2 separate regions of the Zea mays genome follow, and region 1 is linked to region 2. The links are chromatin contacts, called in public Hi-C maps. All regions are on one chromosome and are shown on one strand. The core of a region is the stretch at or near the end of the contact, and the rest is flanking DNA. Distances in the headings are between cores, read along the strand shown.

Region 1 (2,700 bases), core at 85-2,584, 220 kb before region 2:
CAGTTGTATTGGTGGAGTTGCATCTTCCTGTTTATTTGAGAGGAGTTTGGCTTGTTTTTGGTGGTCACCAATTAATGAGGATAAAAGAGGGATCTATTGGAGTAGAGATTTTAAGCCAACTCTCCTAATATGGTGGTTGGATTAGGGATAGGGGAGCTCTTAGAGATGCTCGTAGCCCCTCTAACCTACCAAACGGGCCTTAACTTTTTTTTATATTCAAATCTTCATTGAAAACAATGGTTCTCACTTCTCAATACATTTTTTGTATCTCCTTTTTGTAATGTATATTTTCCTTATCCAACTCATCTCTATTTCTATATCTTGAAGAGTATCTTTTTCTTCTTCTTCTTTTTAGGTCTTTTGGCCTCTATATCGATATCTTGTGAAAAGAGCCTAACTCATGGATAATTGTGGGACCCATAGACCATGGTGTAAACTGAACACCAGAAATTGATTTAAGTACACGTAAATGACATTTTATATGTAATTGCAAATTTATTGTTGGCAAACGAACGACAGATTATTTGTTAGAGTTAACCAACATGAATTAATATATATACAATAATCATGGATAATTGATTTCCTAATTAATATACGTTCGCAAAATTGTCCAAGTGTCATTTTTGCATTAGTTAATTACGTCATGTTCAAATTATATGCAAATATGGTACTTTATGGATTTTGTTAACACTGTAGAAATAGAGGATGGAATTTAGAGAACGTTACTGGAGATGAAAAAAATATAGAGAGTGGAATTTTTAGAGGGTGCTATAAAGAAAAGGAATATTCCTTTAAATGATGGAATTTAGGGGACGCTGGAGACTGTCTAAACACCAGCTACTACAGCGCACGGAGGGGTGTACGTACGTACGTGGATGTTTCTTTCAGACGAGTTTGTGGGCACTCAGATCCACTTTGAAATCCGAGAGAAGCGAGAGAGGGAGAGAAAATAAACTAATTTCTTTTCCTCCCTCTGATCCGAAGGGAATTGGTAGTGTCCAGATACACCGTTACACGTGTGCAAAAAAAAACACGAGTGTTTTTTAAGGCTGCAACAATTAGAATTTTAGCAGCCAGCAGCTGTTGCATAGTACAACGACGTACGGTACATGACAATTGATTTGATGCTCGTCGATATTTATTTATTTATTTATTTATTTTATTTGCTGAGCCCGTCCGTGTTCCTTGCCATCATGATGGTTTCGGCTTGGAGACGAATCTAAAGCCAATGAACTGTCGGCTAGGCTAAAGATTCCTCCCCCTCCCACTCTGTTCCAGCACGAGCGTCACAGTTACGGCCTCCACCGTTCCAGGCGCAGTCCACAAGCGAAACTGAGCGTCACATGCTTTGCTTGTTGGAAACTGAGCGCTAATAGTATCCCTCACTATATTATATATGGTTGGTGACGAAGGTCTGTCGCAATGCCTCTTGCTAGTTGCTGCTAGTATCCAAAGGCGGAAAAAAGGGCGCAGCTGTCAGTCAGTGCTGCAGGCATCAGCTGCAGTAGTGTAGTACATGGATGGGGTCATATGGGTGGCCAATATCTATCTATTCTCCTTGACAGCTTTAGGATGCGTTTGGTTGAATGTACAAAGAGGGATGAAATGAGACGGTCATGTTTTTTATAGTGTTTGATTGAGAGTCAAGCGGGAGCGAGGTGAACACCAGAGTGATTTTTGGGAGCGGCGTGATCCAAAAAATTAAGGGGACAGTGGCGCCCCCGACTCATCCTACTTTGACATCAAACCAAATACACCCAAAAATCCAAAACAGTTTACTATAACCCAAGCGGGGCCAGACGGGAGGGGTACTAAAGCTCGAGTCCAAAGCCCTTGCAGTTGCATTGCATGCACCAAAAGCTACCAAAGGCCTTTTTTTTAATCTCCATCTCCCTCTTTTCTCTTTTCTCTTTCTCTCTCTGGCAGCAACAGTGCCATGCATCGGCCTCCGTGCATGGTCGCATGGAGGAATGATGCGGCTTGTTCGCTGCGGCTTGCTGCGGCTGCAATCCGGCTGCGGCTGCGGCTTCTACAGTATTTTTCTCTCTATGGATTGCAGCTGCAGCAGTCCAAACAGCTGCAACAGTGTCGGCTTGCAGCCTGCCGAACACGCCCATGGCTGTTAATGGCCTGGTTACTGCTGCTACAGAAACTATAAGAGAGAGCAAAAAAAAAAACCCTAGTCCTTCTGTACTGTTCTCTCCTCTCTACTCTGCTATCTGCCCGCGTCATTTAGCAGCACAAGAAAACGTCGGTTTCCAAATAAAATGGGGTGGATTGGGATCCAAATCCTCTAGGCCTAGCGGCAAATCCGGACAAAATCCAAAACTTTACAACAATGTAGTTGCAGTATCGCTCGATCTTGCTGCTAGAGACATGCCGCTCATCCTGATTTTGCAGAGCAGGATCCTACGTGATGTCGGCACGAGTACTACTGCTGCTGCTGGTAGGAGCGAAATTGTCAACAAGGGTTCTTGAATGCACCTGCACCTGCTGCACGTCCAGGAAACAAACAGAGCGCCAGTATTAGGAGGAAGAAGGAAAAGGACCACCAACAAGTGAACAAGTGGCTGTGATTCTGTGCTCAAACAGAGAACAAATCTATCACCCGTGCCGACAGATTCGAGCGGTCCATACCATACGGATCACGCTTGTAGTTGTTTCACCAAATGAACACCAGCGCTGTGATGCTAGCTAGCA
Region 2 (2,730 bases), core at 135-2,634:
AAGTTCTCTTTTATGTTATTGGTCTAACTATTCTTTTACTGCCTTAAAAATGACTTGCATCTTTCATAATGAATTGTCGCTGATTGGATGAATTTTCATGTGATAATGTATGCCGGGAGTATGTTGCATAACTTCATCCATTGATTTCAATGAAGCCAATGTCATGGAATGGAATTCTCACCACTTTCACCTTGCTGTACCAGTATAATGAATGGAGTCAACCATAGTGTCGTAGAATAAACCCAAAATCTTTGTTTTTTGTGTTCTCTCAGCATGTTCTAGTTGGTTAAGTATTAGCATTGCTATGGGGCACTATTTTGCATGCTTGTTCTGTTGTCTTTTGGATAGAAACAAAACAAATAAATCTGCATGTTTGTTCTACTATTGGTTAAGTATGAGCATTTCTATTTGTATGCTTGTTCTGCTAAACGAGCCCTTGTTCTGATATTGTTATGTGCCAAATATTGTTCTGATATTGTTTAGAATTTGCATATCCTGAGCATGGGTATTCTGACTTTGCTCATGTATTCAGTATTCTGAGCACATGTATATTCTGAGCACATGAGGGAAGAGAGCACAACATGGATAATATGAGCACATGCTTATTTTCCAAACAGCCACAAAGTACAAGAATCCGGTGGGGCAGCATCACATGGGTTAATGAACTCGGATGGTGACTAAGGAAGGTGAGCAGACTACATTTCTCCATTTTTTCTATTGGTCTTAAAGGACTGATTTCTTTTTTGATGGATGGATAAATGAATCATGGTTCATGGATGAGTGTTTGCCGATGTGGTGATGTCTGAAATCTGGATAGTTTGTACTAGCTGTTAGTACCTAGGTATCCCTTAATTGGGGATAGAGACCCGAAACCCGAGTGGGGATGAGTATGAGATGAGTTTTGCACTCATGATCCATGATGAGTATGTGGATGGATATAGATCAAATATGATGGGATGGATTTGGAATGCTATAACTCGGTGGGGAAGACCTCTCTAATCGCACCACGCGACATGATAAACTGGTAGGATCATACATAGTAAAATATTGCTTAATTTCAATAGCATCATATTATCCATAAATGCTCTATGGTATGTTTTTTTATCTGTATTTAAAACTTGGAGAGCTTTAGGAGACAAACAATGGAGTCTTTTTATTTGGCGGGCGCCGCGAGGAAAGGTACTATTTTTTATTTGTATCATGACGAGGCGTTCCTTTCATTTACAATTCAATCACACACCGCACACGACGACTGTTACTAGTAGGTATGTTCGACCAGACCTATGCTACAAGAGCACAAACAACCACAATATCCACAGTACCAAACAAGTCCCGAGTCCTGACCAACCAGTACACACACAGTTCATGTTATCATACCATACCACGCATGACCAGAGGACACGGGAGACACTTGGAGCAGGAGCAGAGGAGACCCAGATGGAGAGAGTGAGCTGTGAGCAGGTCACGAACTTCTGGCAAATACTACAGCCAGCTGCGCGGCGCAGATCCACAGGCCTTCTCCATACTTTTCCAGCTGCGAGGAGGGGCAGAGGCACCAGCATCAGCGTTGTCGGCCGGCCTCTTCCCGAGTCCCACGCCACCGTCGAGCATGATAGGCATGAAGTTGCCCCCATGCACCCGGCCTTCATGGGCCGAGGCCGCCACACAGCGAGGAGCCTCCACCGCGTGCATGAAGAAGCTGCGCATGCTTGTCTCGGTGCCTGGAGATGGAGAGCCATCTCCCTCAGAAAGGGCGGCGGCACTGACGACACTGAAGCCACCGAACGACGCACCCCCATGCACGCTGTTGTCATGGACCAGCGGGTTGTGCCGGTCGCACAGCCCCTTCTTGCCTCTCGCCAGCCGGTCGCAGGGAGCGCCACCAGACCCGAGGTCTGAGCCAGGGTGCCCCCACGAGCAGCGCCTGCCACCGCCGTGGGACTTGCAGAAATCGGTGCTCCCCTGCGCGCTCTTCCCGCAGCCGGCGGAGTGGCACCGCTTGCCCCCGCCATGGCCGACGCAGCGGTCGGTCCTGCCTCTCGCGCTCTTCCCGCACCCTTCCACCACGCACCTCTTCCCGCCTCCGTGCGCGACGCAGAACTGGGTCCCGCCGTGCACGCTCTTCGTGCAGCCGTCAGCCGAGCAGCGCTTGCCGCCTCCGTGGGCTTTGCAGAACGCCGTGCTCCCCTCCGCGCCCTTGGAGCAGTCGGGGTGCGTGCATCTCTTGCCGCCGCCGTGGGCCTTGCAGAAGTTTGTGCTGCCCTGGGCTCCCTTCCCGCAGCCAGCGTACTGGCAGCGCCGCCCGCCACCATGAGCGATGCACATGCCTGACCGCCCTTCCGCGCTCTTTGTGCAGTTCAGCGTTTGGCACCTCTTCCCGCCACCATGCTTGATACACAGGCCCGATCTGCCTCGCGCCGCCCTCTTGCACCCGTCATGACTGCAACGCCGCCCGCCGCCGTGAGCTATGCAGAAATCTGTCCGGCCTTCGGCACTTTTGGTGCATCCAAGGCGCTCACAGCGCTTGCCCCCTCCATGGGCTTTACAGAAGATGGTCCTCCCCTCGGCTCCTTTGTTGCAGCCTTCTTTCTGGCACCTTCTGCCCCCACCGTGGGCAATGCACCGCCCAGATGAACCCCTGGCTCCTTTTGCACAACCTGGCTCTGAACAGATCTTTGTGCTACCGTTGCGTTGCTGTGGGCGGACAAACCCAGAAGAAGTGGCAGCTGA

What was found. Hi-C and Micro-C count contacts between places; a contact is called where the count stands out from the background.
Region 1: a Hi-C map of seedling shows a contact between it and region 2, with 8 times the contacts expected there. The contact joins two enhancer-like sites. A contact is called at or near these places in 2 of 25 Hi-C or Micro-C datasets (ear and seedling).

What each region holds. Positions count from the first base shown.
Region 1 is chr5:142,730,920-142,733,619 of Zm-B73-REFERENCE-NAM-5.0, reverse strand. No RefSeq gene overlaps it. Among protein-coding and RNA genes, the nearest start is that of LOC100275689, 16 kb to the left of the region's middle. Within about 2 kb of position 1,334, at least 18 of the 20 cell types and tissues checked have an H3K27ac peak or open chromatin away from gene starts, as enhancers often do. A contact at or near this core is called in ear and seedling, where this site is marked.
Region 2 is chr5:142,507,550-142,510,279 of Zm-B73-REFERENCE-NAM-5.0, reverse strand. It overlaps LOC100383395, which reads right to left. Exons shown (of 3, transcript NM_001176050.1): 3 at 1,156-2,730. The coding sequence ends at 1,483. Among protein-coding and RNA genes, the nearest start is that of LOC100383395, 5.5 kb to the right of the region's middle. Within about 2 kb of position 1,384, at least 19 of the 20 cell types and tissues checked have an H3K27ac peak or open chromatin away from gene starts, as enhancers often do. A contact at or near this core is called in ear and seedling, where this site is marked.